Regions from separate parts of the Mus musculus genome. Here all the other regions are linked to region 2. Evidence: chromatin contacts called from public HiChIP or PLAC-seq and promoter capture Hi-C data. All regions are on one chromosome and are shown on one strand. Each heading gives the region's core, a stretch centred on a gene start, on an enhancer-like site or on the middle of the called end of the contact. The rest is flanking DNA. Distances are from core to core; before and after follow the strand shown.

Evidence for each region. HiChIP or PLAC-seq counts read pairs in DNA pulled down with a chosen protein or histone mark. Capture Hi-C pulls out chosen DNA fragments and counts their contacts.
Region 1: a FOXA1 HiChIP or PLAC-seq map of pancreatic cancer cells shows a contact between it and region 2. The contact joins the promoter of Luzp1 here to the promoter of Hspg2 in region 2. A contact is called at or near these places in 3 of 39 promoter capture datasets (cranial neural crest, hippocampal neurons and liver), 1 of 484 Hi-C or Micro-C datasets (embryonic stem cells) and 2 of 115 datasets of contacts at active chromatin or transcription factors (embryonic midbrain and pancreatic cancer cells).
Region 3: a contact with region 2 is called in an H3K27ac HiChIP or PLAC-seq map of microglia, with 5 times the contacts expected there. The contact joins the promoter of C1qb here to the promoter of Hspg2 in region 2. A contact is called at or near these places in 2 of 39 promoter capture datasets (hippocampal neurons and liver) and 2 of 115 datasets of contacts at active chromatin or transcription factors (bone marrow-derived macrophages and microglia).
Region 4: a promoter capture Hi-C map of liver shows a contact between it and region 2, with 3 times the contacts expected there. The contact joins the promoter of Cda here to the promoter of Hspg2 in region 2. A contact is called at or near these places in 1 of 39 promoter capture datasets (liver), 1 of 115 datasets of contacts at active chromatin or transcription factors (pancreatic cancer cells) and 1 of 9 other capture datasets (liver).

What each region holds. Positions count from the first base shown.
Region 1 is chr4:136,468,393-136,472,909 of GRCm38.p6, reverse strand. It overlaps Luzp1 (leucine zipper protein 1), which reads right to left and starts at 3,149. Exons shown (of 5, transcript NM_024452.2): 1 at 3,060-3,149.
Region 2 is chr4:137,466,004-137,470,513 of GRCm38.p6, reverse strand. It overlaps Hspg2 (perlecan (heparan sulfate proteoglycan 2)), which reads right to left and starts at 1,711. Exons shown (of 97, transcript NM_008305.3): 1 at 1,590-1,711. The coding sequence starts at 1,652. It overlaps Gm13010 (a long non-coding RNA gene), which reads left to right and starts at 3,372. Exons shown (of 3, transcript XR_881513.1): 1 at 3,372-3,813.
Region 3 is chr4:136,883,715-136,888,970 of GRCm38.p6, reverse strand. C1qb (complement component 1, q subcomponent, beta polypeptide) reads left to right here and starts at 2,771. Exons shown (of 3, transcript NM_009777.3): 1 at 2,771-2,928.
Region 4 is chr4:138,364,687-138,369,426 of GRCm38.p6, reverse strand. Cda (cytidine deaminase) reads left to right here and starts at 1,472. Exons shown (of 4, transcript NM_028176.1): 1 at 1,472-1,637. The coding sequence starts at 1,484.

The sequences.
Region 1 (4,517 bases), core at 1,900-4,399, 1.0 Mb after region 2:
TACTTTTAGCAAAAATATATCCTTTGACCTTGAAGTAACCAAAATCTACTTCTTTCCAAATATAATCATTACTTCATCTCTTATGCTCAGCATTAAATATTTAAGGTTTCCCTATTTCCTACCAACCTGGCATACAGACACCCTAGTGTTTATTCTGATTTCACAGTATAAAATCTAAGCGCAGAAACCTAACCTTCCTTGGGATCAATCTGTTACCAATTCCTTAAAATTTAAAAGAATAAAGGTAATCACTTCACAACTGTACAACTCTATAACTTTAGCAAAGCTCAAACTATACACCTAACACTGGCTAATTATATCTTATATAAATTATATATCAATAACATACATTCATTCACTCAGCAAATAAATTTTGTCGATTATGTGCATCAAAATTTGTAGCAAATCCTGCAGGTTGGATTATCTGAGTCACACAAGCAGTGTGCTTTACTGAGTTATTACTGTCCCAAAACTGTTACATGAAAATGTTTTAATTTCTGGATCCTGAATGTCACCTTAATGGTGGCCTCTACTGTAGGATCATTACAACTTTCTACCAAGTTCCATTATATAGATGAAATTATGAGCAACGTAATACATTCATTGTTTTAATCCAACATAAGCAAAACATTAAGCATCTACTATATAAAGTATATATTTTTATATAGTCTTTGTACCAAAAAACATGCCACCAAAGCATACTGACAACACTCTGGAAGAAGGCTACTTATTGTAAAATACTTGAGTGACTTACTCTAAGGACCTCAGTGACCCAGTGGGCTGACTTAAAAATGCAGAAACTAAGTTCCTCAGTTCCCAAGGCAGCATGGTGGAGAGAACTGTGGGCTTTCCAAGCTGACTTGACTTTTGAATTCCAGTACCACTACTTACTGATTATATGCATGAGCTTGGGATAGTCACTTTTACATTCTGACCTTCAATTTGCTCAACTAGCACTTCACAGGCTTGCAATGACTACGTAATATACTCAATACTCAGTATTATTGAATGACAACTCAACAGTATGAGTTTCCTTTCTTGGTCTTCAGGCTTTAAAAAAAAATATGGAGGAAGGCTAATTAACAAACAATCCATGTTATGGGAACTAGAGAGAGGGCAAAATGTTTAAGAACCCTTCTTGCTCTCCAGAAGACCAAAGTTCAGTTTCCAGCACACATGTCAGGCATCTCCCAACCATAGCTGCCTATAACAAAAACTTGAGAGGGATCTGGCCTCAGAAACACCTGAACTCATGTGAGCATTCCCATACACAGGAAGACAAATCTTTTTTAAACTCCATGTTATTAGTGGATGGTCAGCTGTGAACCTATACTTCCTGCCTTCATAGTCCAATCCATCCCTTACCCATCCCACTATTTCTAGTTTTTCAAACTTTAGCTGCTATGTTTAGAAAAGTGATTTAATTTTAGAAACCTGGAAAATTCTTCCGAGTAAATTGAGCAAAACCTTAATCTGCCCCAAGGGGAAATTCTGTGCAAAACAATTATTTCTAACAAGAGAAGAATTTTCTAAGGGGGTTATAGAATTTAACCACACAAATGCCACCAAAGCTGCACACAAAGTGACAGAAGGCAATCTGGAACATACTGTACAGATTTTCCCAGAGGAAATAGCCTCCCCTCATCTGGGGTTGCTAAATCTTCCTAGGTGATCTGAATTCTTCCCGGCTCTGTCACTAGTCCAGATCCTTAAGCCAGAACCACAGACAGCAGTTGGAAAAAAAAATAAAATAAAAAGGACAAAAAGAAATACCCTGAACAAACCCCAAATCTCAAAAATATCTTCCAAAAGGCACTGAGGTCCAGAGAGTTATTTTCTCCTGAATGGACAGAAAAGCCACCACGAGGCGCTCAGAAGCACAATCCTTTCCCCCAAGGTCATTCAAGTCATCGAAGGTGCGACAGAGAATCTGCAAGCTGCTCGGTTAAAGAACACTGCGGAGATTTTTTTTTTTTTTTTGGAGGTGTGTGAAGGGGGATGGGGGGGGGGGCTGCCTGCTCTCTTCCCCTCTCCCACCCCGAAGTGTGAGCACCCGCCTCGGCATTTCCGAAACAAGCCACAACAAGCTCTGCAGTGTTAGGAAAGGGGCTGACGCGATGAAGAAACAGATGCTCCATAGCAAGATGGGTCTTTCTCGGCCGGCTGAGGCTCCTGCGAGGTAATTAGCAGAAACCGCAGGCACCTCGGAGAGGTCCCCACCGGGCTGCGGAACCCACCAGCCCCGCCGTGCCAGTGCCCGTGCCCGGGACGCCGGCTTCCACCTCGCTAGTCGCCTGGCCAGCCGCAGGCCAAAAGCGGCTCCCGAAACCGCACTTCATTCCTGCGCTTCGGGAAGCCATGGCTCCCTTCCCTGCCGGGCCGCGGGGCGGGGTGCGCGCTGCGGAAAGTTCACCGCGGCGGCGGGAGGGGGCCGGCGGCTACCCGAGTGCCCCTGCAGATTCCACCATTAATTAGTCCTCGGGACTGTCGACTGGCAACTTAAACAAAGCGAATGCCTCGAATTCCTTCCCGGGCCGCGGCGGTCTGGCCCGCGAGACGGGAGCAGCGCGCCGGCGGGAGCCGCGCGGGCGGGCGGGCGGGCCGCAGCCCCGGGGCCGACAGCTGCGGACGCCCCGGGGCCGCCGCGGGCCTCTCCCCGGCCCCCCGCGCGTCGCGTCCCGCACACCGGCCGCGGCCCTTCCTGTCCGCTCACTTCCTTCCTCCCGGCTCGCCGCCCCGCGGAGCCCGGCGAGGACCCCGACGCCTCCCTCCCTGGCCGCCACAGCCGCGCTCGCCCTCACTCGGCGTCTCCCCAGTCTCCTCAGAAACGTCCCTCCCCCTCCTCAGGAAGAAAAAAAAATCTCTGAGTCTCTCCCTCCAACTCCAGCCACACTCTCTCCGGCTGGCCCACCGGAGACCTCCCCTTCCCGGCTCCGCTTCCAGAACCCGCGCGCACTCCCCGCCGTCCCCGGGACACCCCGGCCGAGACCCCCTCACCCCCGGCACACAAGCCGGACTCCCAGGCCGCCCGCCTCGCCACACTCCCGCCGCCGCCTCACCTCAGCGGCTGCGGCCCGCGCTCCCGCCGCCGGAGGATCCGGCGCTCCGCTCCCAGCGGCCGGCGCCTGCTCAGGCTCCCCCAGACTGACAATGAGGGGCGGGGCCTTGTGTGGCGTCAGCGCTCCGGGGCGGGGCGTATGCCAGGCCACGCCTCCTTTGGTCCTTTTTTTAAGCCCTCCCACTTCCAAGCCCAAGGTTTGAACCCAGCCAAGTTTTCATTGCCTTCCTAGCTAGGTGCCCCGGACCTGGGCTAGGCTCCGGAGGAAACCTGACTTGGAAGGCAAGACCGCGCTCAAAAGAAACGCTTTCAGAGACGTTGGGAGGGTGCAGTAAAATCGTCCATGCAAAGGGATTAGGGCCTGAAATGAAGTCATCGCTCAACCAAACACCTCTTACTCAGTGAGTGTGGAGAAGGGACTGGGCGTGGCTCAGAGGTCATGACTTCTAGTCCCACTGGCTCCACATTCATTCCTCAGGTGCTGCCAGGAAAGTCCTTTCCCATCTATATCCCTTACTTTTCCTTCTTTAAAATGGGAATCGGCAGTGGGCCACATGGTCTCAAAAAGTCCCCCCAATGCCTTCTATGTACAAAGTACTAGGGCCAAGAGAACCCCTGGGGGGAAGTGGACTTTGAAGGTAGCTCAGGACCTAAATCCTGCAGCGCACAGGCCACATTCAGAGACGTTCTGTGGGCGCCCTCCCACGCGCTGGCACCCAGCAGCCTGCACAAGCCGGGACACAGATGGCTAAGAGCTGCTTCCTCTCTGACTGCAGGAGTATGGCTGGTCTCTGGAGACGCCTCTTGTGTAAGCTCTTTATTGCCTATGGAACAAAGGCCAAATCCATGGCCTGGTATTCTCACTTCCTACCTTCATACACACGCTCTGAAGTTTACCCAAACTTCCCTTAGCACACCCACCGCTTTCCCACATCCGCCCTTCTGCTTGTCACCTCATCTCCTGTGTGCGTCCTCCTATTTCTCCCAAGGCAAAAAGACCAACCCTCTTTGCTCTCTGTACCTGGTGGCATTGACTCCAGCTCTCACAGGGCCGTGGATACATTATAACTTGTATCCTGTTGACCTCCAGCTGGGTGTGGCAGTGGCACATTCCTATCTTTAATCCCAGCACTCAGCAGGCAGGTGCATTGCTAGTTTGAGACAAGCAGGGCTACAAATAAGAAAACATGTCTTAAAAAATAATGCCATCCATGGCCATGAGCGCTGGTAGGCAAATGCTGAAGAGGGTGAAACAGGAGAATCACACATTTAGGGCCAACCTGGAGTACCCTTTGGGGCTGGGGATACAGTTCTGTTGGTAGAGCATTTGTCTAGTATGCACAATGCCCTGGCTTCAATCACAAACACTGCATAGTTGGATGTGGTAGCATATACCTCTAATTCCAGCACTCAGGAGGTAAAGCCAGAAAACTCAGGAATTCAACTGCAGAGACCGGCA
Region 2 (4,510 bases), core at 462-2,961:
TTCCCAATGAATGAGCCTGGGGGACTCCCATGGCTGTCCCGGAATGCTGTTCAATTAAGATTTGGTGAATGAAAAAGAGAATGGGGCAGTGGAGGCAGTCAGGGAATTCCAGTAGAATTCCTCTGGCCCTCCGCAAACAGTTCCACCCTCCACTCCTGCCATTGTGTAGCCCATACATGAGGGAGCCCTTCAGCAGGGGGCAGAGCTGAGGGGAGACCAGGAATAGATAGCATCCCAGGTCTAGGTCATTGCCTTAAGGAAGGGAACATCGGTCTTAGGAGTTACAAGTTCAGGCTGAATGGGGAGCAACCGCAGTGCCCTGCAGTTGAGTGTTGGGGTGAGAGGCCAGACAGAAGGTTAGAGGAGAAGGCTGCTCTGTAGAGGGTGGGGAGGAGAGGTGCTACGTGGGTGTGGCAGAAACAGAAAAGGGTCAAGCCTGGTGGGCGGTTAAGGAGTGACTCAAGAGGGCAGAGGTGATAGAGAGCCAGCCAGGCAAGGACAGAGAAGCAGTCACTGGGTAAACACTGGCCTAGTTGGAAAAGTCACCCTCTTGGCTCCAAGAACAGGGAACAGGGATAGAGACTGTCTAGGAGCACCTGGGCTCTGTGGCTCACCACAGCAGGGCCCAGAGGTACCCCACCCTCATCTTCCACCCTCTGCCTGCCGGGTCCATCAACTCCACCCTGTCCTCCGTGAGGTCACTCAGGTCCTCTGGGCCTCTCCTGCCAAGTGCCTTCCAGGTCTTAGGATTCCTGACTCAAGAGTTCCCTTCTCCTCCTTGTGGCCCCTTGTGAGCTCAGGGTAAGGGCAGAACTGAAGGAGCACACACAGCATCCCACTTGGGAGGTGGTGGAAGAATCCTGGGGACTCTCAGCTGCTCTTGGGCTGGCTTGTAGTAAGCGCTGCACCCAGCACTCATTCCATCCAGGCCCATTCTGCCCTGAGGCTTCCCATTCTGAGTTCCCTTTACCCACGTGGGACTACCTCCCAGAGGTTAACTAGCTCTCTGCAGGTCTCACGGAGGCTCAGTGCAACGCAGTGATTGATTTAGCTTATGGCTTAGAAAACTCCAGGGTCCATGGGGTGCTCCACACAAGGCTTAGTTTTGTTCCAAGTTTTAACTTTTGACTGCCTGATCATAATCTCCCCCCAGAGGATAGCATGGTAAAGTTCCAGCGACGACTGACAGGGTACCCATCACCATGAACTGCCCCTTCTGCCAAGTTGGCAGCAGAAAGGAATACCCTTGTCCTGCCAAGTTCCCACCCTGCTAGAAGTTTCTCCGTCAGCCCCCCCACACGCCAGAACTGCAGGCCGGGCCATGCCCAGAGGCGACTTTGAGCCTGAACAACGTGGCCGGCGACCCTCCGATTTCCACGCTTGCGGGGACGGCCCCTGACCTCCACGCTGGATCCCTGGGACGTCCCCTAGGAAAGCCCCACGCTGCAAGGGTGGCGCTGGCCAGTGCCAGCCCAGGGTCCTTCGCGGGCGCGGCCGTCCCGGGCCAGAGTCCCAGCCGAGCAGCCTCCGGTGGCCCCGCCAAGTTGGCGCGCGCCCCCCGCCCTCGGCCCTCGGTCACGCAAACTCACCGCTAGCAGCCGCGCGTGCAGCAGCAGCCCCAGCAGCAACGAGCCCACTGCCCGCTGCCCCATGGCCCGGCCTCGTTCGCTGGCTCGCTCGGCGCCTCCCGCAGCCACCAGCTCGCTGTCCTGCCGAGTCCTTCGGACTGCTCGCCTCTTTCCCACCCCCCACCCCCCCAACCAACTCCCGTCCCCGCCCTCCCGTGCACGCCCCGCCCCCGGGTCTCCGGCTCCGCCCCCGAGGCGCCAAGTTCAGGAGCCCTAGGCCCCACCTCCAAACATTTAGCCACACCCCACAAGACCAGGTTCCGCCCCCGAGGCAACGCGTCCTGACCATATAGACCACGCCCCTAACAAGACCTGGCCCCGCCCCCTCAGCGGCGGCCCCCGCCTCCTAGCCGCGAGCTAGGCTCTCTGGAGGAGCGGCGCGGCCGACTGTGCCTTTGTCTGGGCCCCAATCCCCCTCGATGTGGGATGAGGCCCAACCGGCTCCACGCCAGACGTGGCTTGGAGTGTGGGATAGGACTGAGACGCCACCTGGCAGGGCCTCGAGCCCTCCGCACACGCCGCTCCTTCACACCACGTGCTCCACACGGAGTGCACAGCAGTTTTCGAGAGAGGGGGATCTCACATGCACTCAGCTGCTCACATCCACTCCATGTACCTGTTTACCTTTTTGTTTACCTTTCTACAGACTCAAGCATCCCAACAAGCTATAAAGTGGCTTTTATTTATTGTGTTTGTTTTCTGTACCTCTGTGTGTGTGTGTGTGTGTGTGTGTGTGTGTGTGTGTGTGTGTGCGCGCGCGCGCGCGCGTGCGCCTACATACATGCCCCAGTGCACATGTGGAGCTCAGAGGTGTTTTGGAAAGTAATGGTCTCCTAGCATGTGGGTTCCGGGATCCAACTCAGGTAACAGAGCTTTGTGGCAAATATCTCTTCCCACTGAGTTCTCTCTCTAGTCTGGATCACACACCAATCACACACCCAGTTCCTCACACATTTTGTGCTAGGGCTTATGTGCTTTTTCACACACTCACCAGCCTATATGTTCTACATTTTTCCTCCACACATTCATCCCAGTGCGTGATACTGGACAAGATGGTGCTCCTACCCCTATGCCACAGACGATCTGAATCACTCATAGACCCACTCTGATTCACATACATCAGTCCCAGAGATGTATCACTTTGTATACCCAGGTTCAGACAAGGCTCTTCCAGAGCCTCAGTCTCAGGTGTTCTTGCCAAGTCACTGGCATTGAGGCAACCCTGCTGCATCCCAGGGGCAGACACACAAGCCTGGAGCTGGGGTGTGTCTTTACCACCTACCCAGGGTCCCCTTTTTTTGACTGAAAATTTCCAGGAAGCCCCAGGCTAATGGGTGGAGAGAAAAATAACTGAAGTATGTGTGTGCCTTTGAGGAAAACCCTTTGAGTGATGATAGAGGGAGAAAAAAATACAAACCCAAGTTTCCATTGTTTCCTGTGAGTTGCTAGGTTCCAGAAAACTCCTAGCAGACTTTGCAGCCAGGAGTTAGGTGGGCTGTGGACAGAAGGAAATGCCCAGTTCACTGAATGGCGCCAGCCCTGTCCGGAAAGTATGTTCTCTGTGATAGGAGCCAGACACTTGGGGACCTGAGAAAACACTGACATCCTGACCCTATTCCACAGAGACACCATCTCCAAAAGACTGGGCTCTTCTCTGCCCTGTGGGCATAACTATGAGGGACCAACTCATAGCATGAAGAGCAGAAAGTACATCCAAGTGGGCCTGCCAACACTCTGGCCTCAGCCCAGGCTCCCAGCATAGCACCTAATAAGGCCTGCATCTGCTCCTCGCAGGGGGATGGGACAGACAGAGAAGGCATGCCCAGTTGTGGTCCTCAGTGGTCCCTGTTCTGCTAAAGGGGACAAAGGAGGACACAATCCTGCCTCGTGCTATTCTCAGTGCAACAGAGAAGCCTGCCTCTACCATCTAGCTGTGAAGTCCGAAACAAATCCTTCAGCCTCCACTGTCTGCCTCCGTTCAGGAAGCAAGGGCCATGCTGACCTTTCTCACAGTGTGCATATGAGGACTAAGGGACACTGATGGGAAAAAAAAAAGAGAAACAAAACAAAGAAAAGAAAAGAAAAAGAAAGAAAGAAAGAAAGAAAGAAAGAAAGAAAGAAAGAAAGAAAGAAAGAAAGAAAGAAAGAAAGAAAGAAGCGTCAGGCCAGAGAAACGGCTCAGCAGGTAGGGACACTTATCACCGAGTCTGAGAACTTGAGATCAGAGCTCTATCTCTGGGTCCTACAAAGGTAGAAGAGAACCAACTCCCCAAAGTTGTCCTCTGACCGCCACACATATGCTGCTTAAACAATGATCTTTTACAGGGAGCCTGGGCTTTCCCCCCAGCACCCATACTTGGCAGCTCACAACCTCCTGTAACTCCAGATCTGGGGGATATGACACATCTGAGGGTGCTACACTCCTGTGTACATCCCCCCACATACACACAACTGAAGGTAAAATAAATATTCTTAAAGGAAGTTCAAAAGCTGGAGATGTAGTTCAATGGTAGAGTGCTTGCATAGCATAACATACAGTCCTGGGTTTGATCCCCAGCACCATAGAAATGAGTGGTACTTTCCTAGAATCCCGGAACTTGGGAAGCTGAGACGGGAGGATTGCCATAAATTCAAAACCAGCTTGAACTACCTAAGATCTTGTCTCAAAAGAAGAAAAAAGGGGGAGGGGAGGCACATAGCTAACACTAAATAGGAAGGAAGTGGTCACTCTCTTAATACTTTAACTTCTGATATGTAGCTCAGTCTGGCTTTGAACTCACAACCTCCCTGCTTCCTGGGATTACAGACTCGTGTAACCGTGCTTAGCTCTGTTATTATTTCTTTTTTGTTGTTTTTTTGTTTTGTTGTTGTTGTTTTGTTTT
Region 3 (5,256 bases), core at 1,522-4,021, 580 kb after region 2:
ACCAACCAATCAATCAATCAATCAATTGCCTCTAGTTCAGGTGAATGAGTGTTGTGTGTCCAGTTTGGTCTTTTCATTCTGCAAGAGGTCATTTTATCCTCTCCGTCCCTGCATTCTACAGGACCCACCCACACAACTTGGACAATGTCCTTCTACCAAGATCACCTCCTCCATGAAGCCTGACCTGACTCCCCCATGAGTCCCCACAGCACCTTTCATAGACTTGGAACTCAAACTCAGGACTCTGTAGAGCTCAGTTTCCGAGTCTGGTTGTATATAGAGTCAACCTAAAGACTGACTTAAAACAGAACTAGGAGCCGGGCGTGGTGGCGCACGCCTTTAATCCCAGCACTTGGGAGGCAGAGGCAGGCGAATTTCTGAGTTCGAGGCCAGCCTGGTCTACAGAGTGAGTTCCAGGACAGCCAGGGTTACACAGAGAAACCCTGTCTCGAAAAACCAAAAAAAAAAAAAAAAAAAAAAAAAAAAAAACAGAACTAGGTTTCAAGCCCCAAGGCAGTAGTAGGTGGGCTGAAGGGTCAGCGTTCCTCACAGGACTGTGAACAGTCCTATGTGGGACTCCTAGGATGCCTGCCTGGCACGCAATAGGGGCTCATGAAATGGGTAAGATGTCACAGAGTGATATAAAGACAGATGCACACATGTGCATACAAGGACACACACACACACACACAGAGCCGGGGCTGAGGAACCCCGCCTGGATCACCACATCTGGGCACTTGGCACGGCCAGCCTGGGTCACTGGCCACAGCATTCCCAGCTGTCCCTCCATCAGCCACTTAACAGGTCACCCAGCGATGCCCTGTGTGATAAATCTTCTCATTTTTCTTTGGTTAAAAAAAAAAAATCAATACAGCACTTGGGTCAGCCATGCTGCCAGAGCCGAGCCTGTGCTCAGAAAACAAGGTTTGCTCGCCCAGGCCTTTCCTCCAAAAGTGTTTCCTTGTCCTCACTGTATCAAGAGGAACAGACCTCAGAATGTGCCAGCCTGTTGGCCATGCTGAGGGACGGGCACTGAAAGGCGGGACAGGGCAGGAAGCAGAACCCATCTGCAGGAGACTTCTTTGGGCCCTGGGCAACTGGAGTTTCTCTTGTTTTTCCCACATAGTAGGTGTCACCCTCTCTATCAGGACGTGAAGGAAGCAGTACCATGCTTCACTCAGAGGTCAAGGCTCAGGCACCCTTTCAGTGCCTGGTCCTGATGTATAGACCCTGTCTGCTCCAAGTCTGTCCCCTCTTCATATACATAATACTGTGTCTGAGGGCCCTGGACTTTGAAGGTTCCTCCCCTGTTTCACCAACAGCCCCAGGAAACAGGCTCTACCATCTCTGATGTAGACCTGAGAGAACCCCAGTTAAGAACATGCTTTGGCCTATATGACTGGAAACTGGGGTTCAAACTTAGGGAGTTCAGATTTTCTTACTGGCAATTTACTCAGGAATCAGAGACTCAGCCTAGGACCCTCAGAGGGACCCGAGGCTGGTGATCACGATGCACACCTGTAATTCCAGTACGTGGGAGACAGAGAGACCACGGGATTTTAAGTCTGAGGCCAACCTGGGATAAAAAGAGTGAGACCCTGCCTCAAAGCTAAGTAAGTGACAGCCGGTTCCCTGGGCACATGGCCCTCAGCTCTCCCATCTCTTTTGAACCTGGCTGAGTCATCCTCTTTTCCTCTTGTCCCTCTGGGTATTGGGTGACACCTGGCTGTACTTACACACAGTCACAGCAGCACAGCTAGACCCTGGCCCCAGAGCTCTCTGGCTTCTGGGTCTGCTCTGGAGCATGGGTTCTAAAATTCACTGATTTTTCTGTGACATTTACCACAGAAACATTTAATGTTTAACTCCAGCCTCCCATAAAGGGATGCCCTCAAAGGACAGGACTCTTTGCTACCCCTTAAGGCCTTCTTCCCTAGACTATAGCTCATAGTATTTGTGCCCCCCTCCAACAAAGTCCGGTTGGATGATAACTCATGCCTCTGGACCTCATTTCCCTGAGTGTAAAGTGAGGGACAGGGTGGGCACAGTGACCTCCAAGCCCCTCCGCAGCTCTGTCTTGCTGTCATTCCATAGGGAGCAGTCCCTTCTCTGTGGCTGTTATTGTCAAGGGCTCCAAGCCCTGTTGCGAGTGGAAGGAGGTGAATGAATAAGTAATGAATACATTTAAAATTCATTATTAGATTATTTTCTGAAGACAGAGACGAGAGCAGAGGTGGGGAGAGGGAGGCAGAGGAAGAGATAAGGCCAGAAAGGGGGAAGCTGAGGACATGAAAGGCCATTAACAATTCACGAGCTGCACGCTCTCGTTTGCTTCCCCGTCTTCTCCGGTCCCACAGCCTCCCAGGCTGGAGGCCGGTGAGAGCCACAGAGTGTATACAGACACGGCTCCATCATGCAGTGGCAAGGAAAACTGGGGCTCCCTATATTGGGAGCATTTAGCCGGCAAGATACAGAGCTGTAGTCAAAACAGGCCATAGATGGGCCACTCTGTATCCATAGAGGAACTTCTCTGTAGAAGTCATGTGCTCACAAGACGCTGGCAGGCAAGCAGCCATCTGGGGATAGTCCCTAAGAACAGGTCGTACTCCCGACCTCCCACCACCAACCCCATCCACAGGTGCTGAGTTGGCGAAACCAGGCTGGTCAGCGTCGTCATTTACAGTAATTTCCCCCCAGAAGCAGAAACAGGACCTGAAACTTCCTGAGGGCAGCAGGATGGGAGGAACAGAGGGGTGATAGAGAGAGGGTCAGCCTGTTGGGCCTTGGGAGGGGACAGCAAGGGAAGGTTCTTCCTGCCTCTAGGGACCCAGACTTCCGCTTTCTGAGGACAGCAGCAGGCTCTGGGCTCTGGGAATCCACTGCTGTCCGGCCTAGAAGCATCACAGAACACCAGGATTCCATACACAGGTGAGCAGGACGGGGCAGGGAGAGGAGGGTTAACTCACCAACACAGGCCTTTCTTCTAACTACAAACACCTGTATATTAATGGGCTGGATTTTTAGAGCCCAAGCTCAGGTCCACAGCATAGGCTCTCTAGAGTGAACTAGGGTTGGAGGTATATGTGGTTACTTGGGCCCAGGGGATGAGTAGACAGCCTGTAATAGGAGCCGCCAGGATCGTGGTCTCAGGAACCATGGAGACCGAGTGGCACTTCTGTCTCTTGCATGCTGGCCATCTTCAGCCAGTCTCAGAACCTCTCTGATCCTAAAATCCCTTCTGGAGAGAACATAGACTATGATGGGTGCATGAGCCCTGGCGGAGACCAAGCTTGATTGACCTTCAGGGTTTGAAAATGTCAGCCAGGGAGAGATAGGATAAGAACCCAGGCCTCTTGTGTCCAGTATCACGTGTCCTTGGCATCTGGGATTGGAGGGCGCAGTTGGTTAATCCTGAGTGACAAAGCTATAGCTGTAAAGGGTACCTGTAACCCAAAGGACCTCAATCCACCCAGTGCCACCTCATTTAATGTCACTGTCAGCCATGGAAGCCAAAAATGAACATGTCCAAGAGACCAGAGAGGCAGATACACTCCTGTCTGAGGTCACACAGCCAGGCAGCAGCAGACAGGAGTTCAAAGCTAAGGTAGTCTGGCTCCATGCTAGAGAGCGAGGTGCTGTAATGGTGGACTGGCATAAAAGGTGGGTAGTCCAACCAAGAGGATTGGAGGGACTCCCCAAACCTGAAATGTGAGGCTCCCAATGTAGACTAGAGATCAGCATTGCCCCCATCTTGTGGAACAGTAAACTGTGCCCAGAGAGAAGTCCTGCCTTAGCCCTGCCCCTGAACAGCTTGCTGGGTGATACTAGGAAATATTTTCAAACTGTCGAGCCTCAGTTTCCTCATCTGGGAGATGGGCAGTCCATCACACCCCATATCTCAGATGCTGTAGGGGTCCAGCAGCAGGGGTAACAGATCTTGACAAGAGCTCAGGGTTTCTGGTTCCCACCGGGGTTTCCATAGCTACGTGGGTAGCCTGGGAGAACTTCTGGAGGAAAATCTTTGACCAAAGGCTTGCAGGATGGCCACATAGATCTGCTCAAAACAGCCTACAGCATAAGCCTTCTCAATTGCCTGGGATAAGAAGAGGGCCACACAGTTCTATTGCTGAACTACAGCCCCCTGGGAACCTAAGAATATTCTGCCAGCAAAGGTGGCCTGGGATGCGGGCAAAGACGTTGACATCATTTCTTCCCATGCGATCTGAGAAAGTGGCCTCACTGAGCCTCGGTGTTCTCTTTGCAGCAATAACCATCCTCACTATGGGCGTATTGCTACATGCCCTGGCTCAGACATGAGAAATGAGGAAAGAGAAGGCCTGAGACAGATCCAGCATGCAGATCAGGTGAAGCCTTTGTGCTGAGCCTTGGTGGTCTATCCTCAGGCTACACCATCTGTACTGGCTAGTTTTGTGTCAACTTGACACAGCTGGAGTTATCACAGAAAATGAGCATCAGTTGAGGAAATGCCTCCATGAGATCCAACTGTAAGGCATTTTCTCAATTAGTGATCAAGGGGGAAAGGCCCCTTGTGGGTGGGACCATCCCTGGGCTGGTAGTCTTGGGTTCTATAAGAGAGCAGGCTGAGCAAGCCAGAGCAAGCAAGCCAGTAAAGAACATCCCTCCATGGCTTCTGCATCAGCTCCTGCTTTCTGACCTGCTTGAGTTCCAGTCCTGACTCCCTTTGGTGATGAACAGCAGTATGGAAGTGTAAGCCGAATAAACCCTTTCCTCCCCAACTTGCTTCTTGGTCATGATGTTTGTGCAGGAATAGAAACCCTGACTAAGACACCATCTTTCCTCCTGCAACATTCTATTTCTTTTCATTTCTTTTCTTTTTAAAGAAACTTATTTCATTTATTTAAAAAATGTTGATTTACACTGGGTGGTAGTGGCCATGGTGGCAGGCGCATGCCTTTAGTCCCAAGTCTCATGAGGCAGAGGTAGGTGGATCTCGGAGTTTGAGGCCAGCCTGGTCACAGTGTAAGTTCAAGAACAGCCAGGACTATATAGAGAAACTCTGTCTCAAAACCAACAGCAACAACAACATCTATAATAATACATCAGATTGATTTACTTTATGTGTGTAAATATTTCACCTACATGTTTGCATGTGCATGCCTGGTGCCTGCAGAGGTCAGGAGTGGGCATCTAATCGCCCAGAACTGGAATTACAAATGCTTATAAGCTGACTTATGGGTGTTGGGAATCAAACCTGGATCTTCTTCAAGAACGTGT
Region 4 (4,740 bases), core at 223-2,722, 900 kb before region 2:
CTTTGGGGCAGGGGGTTGAGGGGGGCATAAAAGCCTCTTGAGTCTGGAAATGGTGAAAGGGGACACGTAATGGAGGGAGATGTCGGGAGAAAATGAGGCAAAACTTACCCACCAGGCACTGGCACTGCCGGGCATGGGTTTCATCTATGTATGGCTAGGAGCCCAGGGTCCTGGGTACAGGGTTGCTAAACTATTGGGCAGAGGTGTCTGCTTGTGGGGTGGGGTGGGGGTGGGAGTGGGGAGATGCTGCCCCGTTCTCTGCTCTCTCCTGCCTTCTTCCTCCCAGTCCTCAGCACCACACAAGCCCTCAGAGAAGCTGCTGATTCACTCCTGCTTGGTGACCATCCGGCGACACTTGGACATGTCTGGCTGTGCTGGCTGCAATCCGGCCCACTCTCTATGGACTTGGCCAAGTCACTTAAGGACAATAAGCCGGTTTGTTTGAAGTGTTCCCATGTGCCACTTCTATATCCTCTCCCCACAGACTCCCTGGACCATATTATCATCTCAGTCTGGTAACCACAGGAAGGGACTGCCAATTGTGCACCCATTTTGTAGATAAGGAAACTGAGGCTCTGAGAGGTAGCGCAGCTCTTCCTGGGAGAGCTAATAAACAGATACCTGGAACCCAAGCCACAGCCCACTCTAATCCAAAGCTCCCACACGTCTGTTGCTACCCCCACTGTAGACAGCAAACGTGCCGACGTCTGACAAGGAACCCACTAACATTTGTGTGTAAGACAAAGAGAACAGCCAGGGTGTAAATCCATTTCCGGTACCACCAACCCAACAAGGTTCATGAAGAGGAAGGAAGGAAGGAAGCGAGGGAGGAAGGGAGGGAAGAAGAAGGAGGGCCCTGTTTCCCTCCAGCTGGGATGGTTTTAATGGCTAGGTTAGGACAGGAAGGAAATGAAGCCAAGCTACTGAAAACAGAGACGTTTCCTCGGCTTCGCATACCTTCTAACTTGGCACGCTGACATGGTTGCCCAAGTTCTGAACTTTCAGCCTGAACCCTTCTCTCGGTGTAAAAAACAAGCCATTAAATATTCTGAGGAATCAGGATCCTTTGAGCTTTGACCTCAGGTGTCACACAGACCCACCCAGAATCCTCCTCCCTGGGACTGTGTCTACAGCCATCCACTGAGGTGGCACCCGCCCTGTGGCCCACTCTTGATCTATGTTGACAGTGAGTGAAGTTGTTAAAGGAAACTGTCTCACTGGTGGGCACCACATACCGGTCCACCGTGGGACCCCCGCAGCTCAGTCGTAAACTCCATATCCTCCGGGCTCCCGCCCTGGGAGACTCACTGGGCTGCCAAGTCCTGGCCAGCATCCCGCCAGCCTGGGAGCCAGCCTCCAGGTCTCCCTCTAGCGCAGGGACACACCCCGGGGGAGGAGCCACCTCTTCTTGGCCAGTGCGGGCAGACGGCCAGCACCGGTTTCCTCTCCTCTGCAGCGACCAGCTCACCCGCCTCGGACCGACATGGCCCAGGAACGCCCCTCCTGTGCTGTGGAGCCCGAGCACGTCCAGCGGCTGCTGCTGTCCTCTCGTGAGGCCAAGAAGTCAGCCTACTGCCCCTACAGCCGCTTCCCTGTGGGGGCTGCCCTGCTCACCGGGGACGGGAGGATCTTCTCTGGTAAGGGCTGTCGCCGGAGTCCACTCTGGGGCAGCATGAATGGGGCCCAGGTACAGGTGAAGAGGAGAAACAGCGTGGTCCCCTCCTCACTGCTCCTCCCCTGCTCTCACCGAGGCTGTGGGCTCACTCAACTGCTTATCTGCACAGTGCCTCTCTGTTCTTAGAAGTCTGGAGTGGGGAAGGGAATTTGCACGTGAGATTAGAGGGAGAAGCCAAAATGAAAACCGTCCACGACCTGCATGGCAGGAGACTCGGATTACTTACTGAGTGTCCTGTATGCCCAGTATTCACCTCCCATCCGTTAGTTCTTTCTCTGACCTCCTGCCCAATATTAGACCCATTTTAAGATGAAGAAGTTGAGGCCAGAGGCATGTCCTAAGTTACAGGAGGCACTGGTGATGGGACCCAGGGCTGGACCTCCCAAAGCCCCACCTTCCTGCACCCTGGGGTGCTGGGATTGGCTGGGGAGGGATGGCATCAGGCAGACAGAGCGTTGTTTGTTTGTTTGTTTGTTTGTTTTTGGAGGAGAGGATCCAGACACCGTCTGGGAATCCAGCAGTCTTTACTGAGTTAACAGGATCTGCCCTGAGCTCATGTTTATAGACCCTCAAGCAGGCCAGAATGGGCTGCAGCTATGGTGTGGTACTCGCTCACACAAGGGTCTGGGTTTAGGGGAACAAAAGGAGGGGAAAGAGAATAAGGGAAGGAGAGAGTGGTAGAGAAGGAGAAGGGAGGGAAGGAGGAAGAGAGGGAGGAAGAAGGGGAGGAGGGAGGGAAGGAAGGAGGAGGGAGGAGAGGAGGGAGGAAGGGAAGGAAAAGAAAGGAGGGTGGAGGGGGAAGGGAAGAAGGAAGGGAAGGGAGGAGGGAAGGAAGGAGAAAGGAGGAGGAAAGAAGGGAGCTTGGTAAACTTAAGGACATGTTCAGTTGGGACATGGTGTGGACAGGTGACAACTACAGTGCCCATTCGTATGCCTTGTTGACTGAGCCTCTGTGAGCTTCATGAATCACCCAGCTGTGTGACAAAACCTTCCCTGGGGAGATGCAACACAAGTCTACTCACCCCAGAGAGGGAGCCCACAACAGGTCGAAGTACAGATACCTCCAAAGTCCAACTTGGTGAACCAACTGGACTTACCTACAGGAATATGGGTGAGGGGTCACTTACAGGAGCAGAAAGGACTCAAAAAACCCAGCTGTATCACCAAGGCCCACCCCAGCATGGGTACCAGCTTCCAACGCTGGGAAACTGGAGTTGACTGCACAGCCTGCAGGCAGCTCACAGGTTAGATGGAGAGCATCCTTTCCAGGTGGCTTGGTTGCTGTAGCCCTCTTTCAGGCAGCTCAGCGTCTTTCCTCTGAGAGGGACCCTGAGCTTTTACTGTCTACTCTGGAAGGGGGGCAGGGGTCCAGTGATTCTGGTCAGTTTCAGGGACTTCCTGAAGCTATTTTGAGTTCTCTCGAGATGGGGTTTGTGGAGTATGTGAGCAAGGGGCTTGGGCCAGGACTGTGGAAATAGGAAGAAGAGGAAAGAGATGGGATGACCTGTCAGTCAGTAAAGTGCTGATCTCCAGAGCCGGTAAACATAGGCACAACACACGCTTGTCATCCCAGTGCTGGGTGGATGGAGACAGATGGATCCTTGAGGCTCACTGGCCACAGAGCCTAGCCTGATTGGCAAGCTCCAAGCCAGTGAGAGACTGTCTCAAAGAACAAGGTGGATGGATGGTATCTGAGGAATGATACCTGAAGCTGACCCAGTCTGGCTTCTGTACACATGTGGCAGAGAGAGAGCGAGAGAGAGAGACAGACAGAGAGACAGAGAGACAAACACACACACAGAGATACACACAGACAGGCACACAGAGAGACAAACATACACATGCACAGACAGACAGACAGATACAGACAGACACACACAGATACACAAGCACACAGAGAGAGAGAGAGACAAACACACACACACATGAGGAGGAGGAAGAGGAGGGGGAGGTGGTGTGAAGCTGTGAGAGACAACCAATAGGATGAAAGGAGGGACCAAGAGCACAGTCAGAAGGTTCAGTAGAATGAGGAGCCCTCTGTAACCTATGTGGGTCTCTCGTAATCTCACAGCCAGTGCTGGAGGCAGGCAGGTGAGCATCGTTGTCGTGTACATTAGTCAGGAAGCTTTCTCTCAGCAGTGATAAAACGGATAAAACCGCCAGGCTAGCTCCCATTTCAGGGCAGGCTAACCCAACTCAGATTCCATGACAAGTTTGTTTGTTTGTTTGTTGAAATAGGGTTTCTCCTTGTAGCCCTGGCTGTCCCAGAACAATAGACCAGCCTGGCTTCAAACTCAGATCTCTGCCTGCCTCTGCCTCCTGGTGCTGCTATTAAAAGTGTGCACTGCCATGCACCCAAGTACCTATCATTAGAATGTTTTCTTTTTTCTGTTTTCTGTTTTTCTTTCTTTTTTTTTTTTCCCCCCTTTGGTTTTTCGAGACAAGGTTTCTCTGTGTAGCCCTGGCTGTCCTGGAACTCACTTTGTAGACCAGGCTGGCCTTGATCTCAGAAATCTGCTTGCCTCTGCCTCCCAAGTGCTGGGATTAGAGGCGTGGGCTATCATGCTTGGCTGTTTTCTGTTTTTCAAGACAGGGGTTTCTCCGTCCAGTCCTGGCTGTCCTAGGATTTGCTCTATAGACCAGGGAACTCAATGAGATCCACTTGCCTACGCCTCCCAAGAGCTGGGATTAAGGGTGTGTGCCACCACACCCGGTATAACACGTACCACTCTCACGATGCTTGGTTTCTGTTAGCTGGCAGGTTGGTCCTCTCTACCCACTGGAGAACAGGTTTGGCTCTTCATTCTTTTTTTTTTTTTTTAATTTTGGAGGCTAAATTTTCACATTTAAACCTTTAATCCTTCAGGATAACTCTTTTTGTTTTTTAAGATTTATTATTTTATGAATGTGAGTACACTGTCTTCAGACATACCAGAAGAGGGCATCAGATCCCCATTACAGATGGTTGTGAGCCACCATGTGGTTGCTGGGACTTGAACTCAGGACCTCTGGAAGAACAGTCAGTGCTCTTAACCTCTGAGCCATCTCTCCAGCCCCTTGGCTCT